2 separate regions of the Rattus norvegicus genome follow, and region 2 is linked to region 1. The links are chromatin contacts, called in public Hi-C maps. All regions are on one chromosome and are shown on one strand. The core of a region is the stretch at or near the end of the contact, and the rest is flanking DNA. Distances in the headings are between cores, read along the strand shown.

The links. A called contact is a pair of places that touch in the nucleus more often than the background predicts.
Region 2: a contact with region 1 is called in a Hi-C map of hepatocytes, with 1.8 times the contacts expected there. The contact joins the promoter of Mettl2 here to the enhancer-like site in region 1. A contact is called at or near these places in 3 of 12 Hi-C or Micro-C datasets (hepatocytes, kidney and liver).

What each region holds. Positions count from the first base shown.
Region 1 is chr10:90,358,901-90,364,746 of GRCr8, reverse strand. It overlaps a transcript of Efcab3 not described here. Among named protein-coding and RNA genes, the nearest start is that of Efcab3, 180 kb to the left of the region's middle. Within about 2 kb of position 3,701, at least 2 of the 93 cell types and tissues checked have an H3K27ac peak or open chromatin away from gene starts, as enhancers often do. A contact at or near this core is called in hepatocytes and liver, where this site is marked.
Region 2 is chr10:90,592,667-90,598,512 of GRCr8, reverse strand. It overlaps Mettl2 (methyltransferase like 2), which reads right to left and starts at 3,102. Exons shown (of 9, transcript NM_001108839.1): 1 at 2,920-3,102; 2 at 2,657-2,748; 3 at 460-809. The coding sequence starts at 3,029.

The DNA.
Region 1 (5,846 bases), core at 2,452-4,951:
CGTCAGAGCAAGTTTATAACACCAATTCCAGTTCCTCTGGGAGAGGTAGTGAGGAGGGGGAACAGACACAAGGGCAGGTGAGCATCCTAGAAGCTAAATGGACTGGTGGTTCTAACTATGGGAGAAGCCTATAGTTCTGCAAAGTGCTAGGTCCCAGGTGGTGGGGGATTTGGTGGGGTTGTGTCACTACTTGTGTGATAACACTGGAAAAGAAATATATTTGTCCCTCGCCACATCTCAGAAACCTATAGCCAGCTGCCATCGTGTTGGGGGAGGTATTGTTTGAGACTCAGATACTCTTTGGATCAGGAACCAAGAATCAATCTCAAGTCACAGACACCTCCAGTCTCAGTGTGTAGGTGAGAGGTAGCCACAAAGGGAGGATGGAGGGTCAGAGGGAGAGTCATGAGTTTAGGCATGGTAGAGCTTGGAAGGTGTGATGACTGGAGCCAAGGGCACCACAGGTTCTGGAGACTGTCACAGACTTGAGATCTCTGAAGCTATCACCAGATGATTTCTTCCTTACAGTAATGTCTCCTGGATGATCACCTACAGTGTAGTCCTGGGCAGCTCTGAGATGTAACTCTGGTTCTGTAATACCTCTTCGTCTCTACAATCTCCTCCCCCTGCACTGTGGTTTGTTGCCAGACAGAATCTAAAAGCACTGAGACCCCCAGGTAGAGTGCTGGCCTTCTTCAGGGCTCTCTCTCCATATAGAATTCAGTACTTTGCCTTCCCCATTTCCTGAAGCACATGGGGGACACCTCTGACCTTGGGTGTTTGTTGCTGTATGTATAGACTGGTGGGCTTGTGTGGTGAGTGGGAGCTTGCTGGACTCACAGGCTTTGAAGCACACTGGGGTGGGGCTCCTGCACCAGTGGCTCCTAGTAAGCAAAGAAAGGAATCTTGTAAAGTAGGCCTAACCTGAAGGTAAGACCTGCCCTTTCAGTGGCCGCTCCTCAGTCTGTGTCAGTAATAACTAAAATAGATTCTAGCTATGAATTGTCACCACCCAGCACGCCGGGCAGAGTCTAAGAAAATGGCTCCCTTGGTTTTGTTCAGTAAATACATTTCCTCCTGTCTTCTACTCATTCTTATGTGGACTTCTGTTTCAAATCCAAGATGGCCCCTCTATCCAACATTTGAGGAGAAGGGAAAAAACAAGATGAGGCCTCCCTGGTTAAGGATGTTTCTAGAAAATAACACTTCTGACTTTCATTAGGCAGAACACATCATCTTACCACAGGTAGCTTCAGTGGAGATAGGAAATGTAGTACTTATCCTAGACAACCATGAACCCAACTGAAACAAGGTTTCTGACACTGAAGAGGAAGAACAACAAGATGTGGGACTTGGGAAGGAGATCGGTACCCATAATTCTTAGCTCTAACACGATGTTTTAAGTGTTATTTCTTTTGTTAAATTTCTGAGTGGAACATGCCAAAGATAGAAAAAAGGACATTTTAAAATATGTATTTTAATTATGCATGTGTGTCAGCATGGGGCATAAACACACACATGTTCAGGTGCCCATGGAAGCCAGAAGAGGGCAATGGATCTCTAAGAGCCAGAGTCCCAGACAGTTGTGAGCTACCCCATGGGGTGCTGGGAAATGAACTCTGGTCCTGAGCAGAATCATTGCATGAGCTTAACTGTTCACTCACATCTTCAGCCCAGAAAACTAATTTTGAAGTTTCAAAAGGCTTTGCTCTTGCATGACCATGCACTGAGAAATAAATGCCACGAGAAAAGTAACACAGACTGGAATTTTTGCTAACTTAGAGGATAGGCAGACAGGTGTAAAATTGAATGTGTAAAATCTCACATATGTGTATAATTAAGACTGTGAGAGGATGTCCGTGACCCTGATAACAAAGATGCTGTGAAGTCTGGATTGTCACTCGAAAGCACCTTCTCTGATCGGTCTTCCCAGGGCCCTGAAAACAATGTACTTACGGTTTGAATCAGTTCTGAACTTTAGATAGATCATTCCAGCAGTCTGGTAGACAATATGGGAGGGGGAGGTGAGGGCCACAGAGAGGAAGCAGCAGTGGTGGTGAACGGAGAGCTCAGGGGTGAAGAACACTTACAGCTCTTGAAGAACATCCAGGTTCAGGATGGGCAGATCCGAAGTACCTGACGCTTTCTTCTGGACTCTGTCTATGGCCGATACGTTCATACGTATGTGCTCACACACAGACACATACCCATATTTTAAAATTTAAATAAGTCTTTAAAAATGAGGCTGGAGAGATGGTTCTGCAGTTAAAATCCTGGGCTGCTCTTCCAGAGAACTCAAGCTCTATTCCCAGCACTCACATAACAGCTCGAAAACTTTCAACAACTCCAATTCCAAGAAACCTAACATCCTCGTGTGGCCTCTGCAGGCACCAGACACTCACATAGTGCACTGACATACGTGCAGACAAATGAACCCACACGCATAAAATAAAATTAAAATAATAAGTTGAAACAGATACGCAAAAAGACAACGTGGAGAGAAGAGTTGTGTTGCTATTCTGAGACCACCAACTGGAAGTGACAGGCTTGAAATGTGGCCCGTGCTAGTAGGACAGAACTTAGGGGTAAACTGAGGAAATATGCATAAGTGTTTAAGGCAACCTCGGGAGCAAGGGGAAGAATGGCCAAGAGGAGGAGAGTATAGTTACGTTTGGGTAAATATGTGGCAAGCAGCCATCAGGAAGATACCAGAGAGTAAGCTTGGCAGCAAGGGGATCAATTTCAATGTGGTAATGTTGAGATTGGGTTTCAAAAGGATTGTTTAAGGGTTAGGTCTGGTCAGCATACAGTTGTGTAATCCCAAGGTTCAGCATAGACTGGAATAGAGACATGGACCTGAAAGTTCCTGAGTGACAGGGAAAGGGGCTGGTTGAGGGATAGTGTTTATTGAGTTCATGCTTTCTTTTGAATCTTGTGTTTTACTCTCTGAATGTCTAGCTCTGTTCCTTGGCCGTTTTTGGAGGTTAGATAGTAATCATGGTGTTACCCCTGGTGTATCTTAATCTATTACAGAAGGGATGGGTAATTTGGGGTTTTAATAAAATAATAGGATTTCTATTTTTTTTGTCTTCCTCCAACGTCTTTTTTGAGAAAAGAAAACTTTAATAATCCTTATATAGCTTAGTGAAGACACAACAGGAGACACAGCAGTTCTATAACAGGCTCACCATCAACTGGCAGGGTTTCTATTAGGTCTTTAAGCTCGTCGTCTGTGAGTCTAATCTCCATATTGTCCAAGACGGTGTCCATGTTACTGACATCAACTTTCCCTTCTTTGAAAAACATTAAATTAGAAATGCACGGAAAGCGAATAATTAAAACATTTCTTTCACCATTACATGCCATTGTTTAATTTTTTTTCTCTTTTTTCTTTTTTTCGGAGCTGGGGACCGAACCCAGGGCCTTGCGCTTGCTAGGCAAGCGCTCTACCACTGAGCTAAATCCCCAACCCCACTATTGTTTAATTTTAATATGACCCTACGCTCATATTAAAATTAAAAACTTGATGATTCACACATTTATATCACAATATGAACACAATATGAATAGTCTGACTCTGTGCTCCAGAGGGCAGAGTTAGTAGAGTTTAAACACTAAAATCAGAGCCTCTCTCTCTCCCTGAGGTTTGTGGTTGACTCAAACCTACACGGGACACTGCTCACTGAACATTTTTACGCCTCTTTCCCAGCAATACTTTTGAACAATAAAGCCTATTTGTGTTTTCTGAGGCTTTGAGTTAATTATTATCGAGACTGCTTGCTGAATTAAAAAACAAACAAACGAGATCCCGGGAACTTTGACCTTTCTTTTCACTTTTGCTGCAAAAATACATGAAGTCATTCTTTTGAAGTAAAACTTGAAAAATTCCAAATTTATTTTTGCTTAAGCAAAGATAGTGTCTAGGATACTATTTGTCAAATTACAAATATATACTTCAAAATTTAAGGAAATGAGCTATAAATAAGAAATGGGATTTCCTATCTAATGAGTTACTATCTGGACCACGAGGTTCCTTGAGAAAATTCTGTTTTCTTACTAATTCTCTAGCTTACCTTTGAGAGTCTTTATTTCATTCAACAATCTATTCTGGAATACCATTTCATCATCTATAATAAAATAATATCATATTTTTGTAATATAAAATCATAAAAACTATACATTTGTCATGAATATTAATGTTTTATTTCACAACAGAAATACTATTAAAGACAGCATTTACATGTATTATGATTATATAGAATTGAAACATATTTCCTTAAATATTTATACTCCACTGCCCTCAAATATACATGAATTTGGGAAAGGGAAATTTTTGCTTCCTGATAAATCTACAGTCTCGCATTGGCCGCATTTTTAGTTGTTCTATAGTGTGTGAAACGCACACATATTTAGTAAACTTCTACAATAGTGAAACACATATTATTTTCTCCTTTTATTTCCTTCCTAGTTTCTCGTTCCTCTTTACTTTCCCCATATTTTCGTGTTTATAGAACCCAAAGCCTTTTGCATAGCTCTAATAGCACCAAGGACTTACGGTTAAATTTATACTCCAGCAATTTCCACAGAGAATTAAGTAGGAAAGTCTAAAGCTTCTTCACTGCCCACTGATACCCATGGGTGATGCTTCATTAGTGTTTGAGGCTTACCGTCCACAGGCAGGACCTGCGCCAGATCCGAGATCGCCTTCTCTGTGAGCTCAATGCCCATGCTTCCCAGAATGTATTTGAGATCATTGATATCAATTTTATTACCTTTGAAAAGACAGCAGTATTGTCATTAGGTAAACCAGATATTTAGCCATGCTTGTAAGGCATGTTGTACAAATTAAAGTCTAATGTTTAGATAACATTTATCTACATAAAACCGATAGAAGAAACATTTTAAAATTATCCTGACTGGTGGTTTGAATAAGAGATTTTTTTTTTAAATTTTGGAGACCTGACAAAATGACAGGGATAATGCATATATAACTCAGAAATTTAGGAGCCTAATCAGAAATAAATAGACATTTCTACAGGTATAATTCTTTTGATTTAAAACACAAGATTTAATGTTATAAGCTGGCTGGTGGCAGCACATATTGGGAGGGGTGGTGGAGGAATAGGGGGGTGGAGAGCAGAGGATCTTTTAGTTCCAGGCTAGCCTGGTCTACAGAGTGAATATTCCAGGATAGCTGGAACTACATAGAAAAATCTTGTCTCAAAAAAATGAAAAAAAATCAATAAAAAAATAAATCACTGTAACAACATTTTGAATCTTCAAAATTTGTCCCAAATTTATCTTACCATTTGCTATGTTTCTAGTATATATGTCTATGTATGTAAAATAATATGTGTGTATATTTATATCATAGTAGACAAAATCCCTCTAACTATAGAGTATCTCCAGAAATGAGAAAAAGTGGTTCCAAGAAAAAGCAAATAGCATTTCAGTACTAAAATCTTGATAACCTATCGATGGAGTATCAGAAACAATAGCAAATTAATTTTTAAATTGTTTTAAATATGTGTGCGGATGGTACATTTGCCTTTCCCTCCCTCTCCCTCCCTCTCCTTCCCCCCCTGGCAGCAAGCCCCCAGGGTCTACTTGTCTCTGCCCCCATCACGTTGGGTATATATGTGTGTTCCATACCCTACTTCTATGTGGATGCTAGGGATTTAATTCAGTTTCTCACACTTATATGAGAAACTCTGTACACACTGAGTCATCTCTCCAGGCACCAGGGCAAATTATTCCTTAGCAATGAGCAAAAATGCAGACTCTAAAAGCAGGTGTATATGACTGATAAAAGCCGTTTAATACAGCACAGTGTAAGAGTTTCAGTT
Region 2 (5,846 bases), core at 1,853-4,352, 230 kb before region 1:
CATTGGCAGACATACTTCTTAGCCATTTTATATACATTACCTAAAGTTCCTTACAGTTAGACCAAGTACTCCCTGTGCTCTAGGAGGGACATGAGCTCATGCAGCATCTCACAGGAGGTAACAGGGATTAGCTAGGTGGTAAAGCGCTCCTCTAACCCGTGTGAGGCCTTGGGTTCAATTTCCAGCATTGCCCCCACTCATGGCACTGGACTTAATTCCAAGTTTTACTAGCTTTAGAATTAGCTTCCAGTGAAGTTAGTAGTCCCTTATAAACGAATTTCCCTAATAGGACCTGCCTAGGTATTGTCCCAATTCAAAAGAAGAATGGTGACGATTCCTCAATGGTAGGATGCTAAAATCTAGTCAAATTGATCAGACAGAAGACACTCTGGGTCAGCCTTGCTAGTCTGAGTGTAAAATGTGACATCTTCACTAACTCCATTAGGAAAATAAAGTTACCTCAAGTATTCGGTAGGTAGCAGAGGAGCCAGGAAAGTCGTCAGCACAAATTTCCAGGTGGGTGAGCTTCTGAGTCACCGGCTCTTCCACGGGAGGCACCCGAGTTTCACATCCATGGCTGGTACAAGGACGCTTGTGTTGTTCTGCTGCCAAGCCAGGTCCATCCTCACTGCTTCTAGGTTTGGAGACTTCATTCTTCTGTTTCTCCAAGTGCAAATTCACTAGGTGATCGTGGCTAGGTGCCAGTTCAGGGAACTCAGTAAAAAGCCAGTGTCTGTCCTTGAAAAACCCATTTTCGTGAACTTTGTAGAAGTCATCCCAGTATTTATGGGCATTGACTTCATAATCAGCTGTAAACATTTGAGAAAGAATTTTAAGAGTCGGTCTCAAATATTTTATTTATATCTAATGTCAAGTGTCTTGCATCACCAAACATCATTTTATTCCAGAAGTATGCTTGAGGGCAGTCAGGGTCTGAGAACTGGGCACCTTCACAGGCAATCGCCTTCTATCCATCTTACGTTTACGTCACCCACTTTTCATCCCCAGGGAGCCTAGCCTCTGCCATCAGACAGGGAGTTAGCTACCCATCATTTTCCTGACACAGCTCTGGATGGCCTTCGACTACGGGGGAATTATGAAATTAAGCAAACCCCAAGCACTGCACACAAGTCTAATTATTCTTAGTTTCAAGGTTCTATTTGCCAGGGACAGGCAGGTTCGTTGGTGTCTGTGGTAATTATTTTCCCTTGTAAGTTTTTTTTTTAATTTACAAGTTAAATGTCTCAGGCTCTTTGGATATCTGTGTAAATCCAGTGACTGTCACTCATGCATCTCTTCGGAAGGCACGTTCCTGCTTCTTTAGAACGTGGGGGCCAGGCACAAAGTCAAGATTAGTAATGAATGCTAAGATAAATAACTAGAATATGAGGAAAACCAGACAGTGAGAAAACTCTTCTTCCCGAAGCAAGAAGAGTTTCGGCTAATCAGGAGACTGATAGGGGCTCTTTCTCCGTTTGCTGACACGAAGACCTGGACCAGACCTGATGGAAGAATGAAGACCCAAGCAATGGGAGCCCACCACTGATTGCTTACCTCCAGGCAAAGCGCTTAAGGCCCTGTGGTTCAAGCTTAATTTTTTTGGAGACTACATCACCCTATGCTGCCCAGGACAGCCTCCAACTCAGTGGTCCTTCTGTCTCAGCCTCCCACATAGCTGAGTCTATACACCACTGCACTTGGCTAACTGGTTCTTTAACTGTAGAAAGAGGATATTGGGCTACATGACTTTGAAAATCCCTCTGAACACTATGATGCTTTATCTGGTCTGCATTTAACAATGCAGGTAGGAGGCCTACTTCGCAACTGGAATATATACACATGCTTATATATATTTTTTGAGACAAGCTCTCACGCAGCCAAGGCTGGATTGGAACTCTATGTAGCGAAGATGACTTTGACACACTCCCCAAGAGATTACACCCCCTCCATCCTAGGAGTTCCATACCTGGCCAGGACTGTGACCTCAGTACTATGCAGAAACTTTATCAATGCTTATTAGCCATCTCCCAGTCCCCTGGTGCCTATTATCTTAAAGTTCTAGTTTTACATTCAAATGTCTCTTAGAAACAGGGCTAACCAGTTCTAGTTTTAGTCTTTAGAGTACTTTATAAAGAAATTATTCTTGTCTTTAGGAAGGACCTCTTCTTCTTTGAGCAGACTCATCTCCACTCTGCTGCGCCTGATCTTTTTTTGGTAGAAGATCCAGATCTCCAAACCCATCACCCCAGGAAAAGATACATGGTCCAATCATCCTCTCCTCCAACAGTAGGTAGGATCTGACCACATCATTCTAGCTCTAATGGAAACTCTCCAGCAGAACACAGACTGACGAAGCTACCCTACGATAGATGATCGAACGACTTTACGGTTGCCACGGGCCAGCTACATTCACATGACACTAGTCAATACGAACTAAAAATGTAGAACTAGAGAATACAAAAACTCAACCCCAACTTCCTTCAAAATTTTGTTAGAAGGCAGCCAGCCCCTTTGCCTCCTAGCTCGTCCCCTCCCCGACCCGTTCTATGCCGGAGTTCTTCATCAGGTCAGTAACAAATGATCCTGGTGCCCGCATTTCTACTGCCTTCTCGTGGAGGCGCGTCCCGCACTGCCGGCTGTGGACAAATCAGCGCACCTTGCTTCTCCGGGCACACCAGCTGGGAACTGTTCTCCTGCACTTTCCTCTCCGCCGCCGCGGCCTGCTCCTCTGACCACTTCACGTTGTCCCTGTGAAAACCAAACGGGCAGCTTAAGGTCCACAGGTCCCCGCCGCGGGCAGGGTGAGTCGCGGAGCCGCGAACGTCCGTCCTCGGGAGGCGAACGCTTCAGCTACCGCCGCGGGAGGAGGGCAGGGCTTTTCTCCAAGTGCTCCGGGGTGGCGAGGTGCAGGGTAGTTACCAGGCATTGTGGTGGAAGACGCGCGCCGGGTCGCTCAAGAACCGGTTCCCGAACTGCGGTCTTTTCCTGTCCTCAGTCTCCGGCACGCCTTCAGACAAGGAGGCCGCCATGACACCGGAGACGGAAACGCCTCCTTTTCCTTAACGCGAGGACTTCCTGTGGGCCACACCCCTTTCGGAGGTAGTGGCGTCTGGGCGGGAAAACGGGAGGCGGGGCGGGCGGGGCGGGGCGGGGCGGGGCGGGGCGAACTCTAAGTGACTAGGGAGCGAATTGAGCAAAAGTCGCTTCTCTGAGGAGGTGCTGCAGGGCGTGCTGCCGGGGAGGAAGTAGGAGACTGTCTCCTCCTGTTCCGCTTCGGTGCTGGAACCCCAGCAAACTCCCCAGGTTCCCTCCAGGAAAAGCTTTGACAAGCGGACTGTGAAGAGACGTGGGTACCACACCACAGTCGGCGGTGAGGCAACGCATTGGTTTTGAGAGCGTGAAGCTTCCGTGTTGAATGTCATGACCGAGCACAGCTCTTTGAAAAGCCAGGCTTAACTGGCACGATAAAAATTGTAATACATTCATATACAGAGTTTGTAATATGTACATATATTCAATTTATTTAAGTGTATACATTATACATTTATATGTTATACATACATGTATAAATATTTAAAAAACTAATGGTCATTGGCATATAATTTATAATTGTACATTTTCCGCCTCATATATTTCTATTATTTAAAAAAAAAATTTCTCGGGGTTGGGGATTTAGCTCAGTGTTAGAGCGCTTGCCTAGGAAGCGCAAGGCCCTGGGTTCGGTCCCCAGCTCCGAAAAAAAAAAAAAAAAAAAATTTCTCCTTTATGTGTATGGATTGTTGTGCACCACATGCATGCAATGCCCATGAAGGCCAGAAGAGGGCACCAGATCTCATGGAAATACAGATGCTTGTGAACCAATGTGTGGGTGCCAGGAATCAAAACCTGGGTCCTCGGGCTGGGGATTTAGCTCAGCGGTAGAGCGCTTACCTAGGAAGCGCAAGGCCCTGGGTTCGGTCCCCAGCTCCGAAAAAAAAACAAAAAAAAAACAAAAAAAAACAAACCTGGGTCCTCTAGAAGAGTTGCCAGTGTCCTTAATTATAGGGCTCTCCAGGTCCTATAATTTCTATTCCTATTATTATTATTATTATTGAATGATTGATTGGTTGATTGATTGATTATGGCTGTTCTGGAATTGTGTAGAACAGGCTGGCCTTGAACTCTGGTCTTCCTGCATTTGCCTACCTGGTGTATGGATTAAGGGTATATACCACTATGCCTAGATACAATTTGATTTTTTTTCTTGTTTGCTTGTTTTGAGGCAAGGTCTTATTCTACTCCAGGATGCTCTAGAATTTACTTTGTAGTCTTGGCCTTTAAATCATGGTGATCTTCCTACCTCAGCTTCTCAAGTGTTGGGATTACAGGAGTAAGCCATTGTGTGCAGGGACATTGGTTCTTTTAAATAATTTGTTTGTTCTAAAGGCTTTGTACAATTATATCTTTTAGACTGGGCATATTCCCCCCATATCGTTCTACCCTCCCTTTTCTTGGTCCTCCCTAGTCCCACTAGTTTCCTTGGTCTTCCTAGATAGTTTTGCTTCTACTTTTAGGCTGTATTTACATACAGAAACAAATTGATTCTTAAAAGAGTCTAGTAGAAAGTACACCTTCAATATAAGGTTGGTTGAGAAGACTCTAAATGCTGACTACTTAGCGTGAAGGAAAGAAGTTTTAGTCAGTGAAGTACAAGACGTAGGACATTGATTCATGGCTGATTCTACAGAATGAAGGGACGTAATAAAAACTGTAGTCTTCCCATCAAAGAAATGGGAACAGGCTCTAAGCCCTCCCTAATCATGAAGAACATGTTCTTTTAAATTGCATTTATTTGTTTCGTGTGTGTGTGTGTGTGTGTGTGTGTGTGTGTGTGTGTGTGTACCTCCCCAGCTCCAAGACTCTCTATGTAGCCCTGGCTGTCTTGGAACTCACCTTGTAGGACTTCATATTTTTACTATATTTGTTCAGTGTGTGGGTGTGTGCACATGTATGCCACAGTGCACTTGTGGAGATCAGAAGACAACTTGCTGGAGTGGATTCTGGGGATCTAACCCAGGTCTTTAGGCTTGGAGGTAAGCAGCTTTACCTGCTAAACCATTTACCAGCCAGATTTATTATTACTATTATTATTGTTGGTGGTGGTGGTATTTTGATACATTTTGAGGGATTATGTAATTCTGGCTGGCCTCCACCTCTCTATGTAGATTAGACTGGCCTCAAACTCAGAGATATGCTGCTTCTGCCTCCCAAGTACCGGGTTTAAAGGCATCCACTACCACATCCAACTATAATTTTTATATTAAGAGTTGCTAGTGTGCACAGTCTACAACCCCATTATATAATTGTGTGTGTGCAGAAAGCTCATTGTCATTTTACTCCTTTACTAGAAGTCCCAACATTAGTTTTAATAAATGAGCCATTTGAAACCTGTGGCTGTTTCTATTTCTCTGTCTCGTGTGTGTGTGTGTGTGTGTGTGTGTGTGTAATTAATTTTTCTTTTCTTTTTTTTTTAAGATAGAATTCCTCTATATAGCCCTGGCTATCTCATAACTCTCTTTGTAGAGCAGGCATGTTTCAACCTCAGAGATTTGCCTGCCTCTGGCTTCTGAGTACTGGCTGGGATCAAAGATGTGTGTTGCCACCACACCTGGCTAAATATTTATTTTTGAGATTGTAATATTAATCACTCTTCCCAACCATCTCATATTCCCCTCTTTATTCTCTTTCAATACATGGATTCTGAAAATGGACAAATATGTCATTGTGTAGCCTAATCTGGCTTCAAATGCTGGACGCCTCCTGCCTTGTCTAACTTTGCCAGTGCTGGAATTACAACATGCATCTCC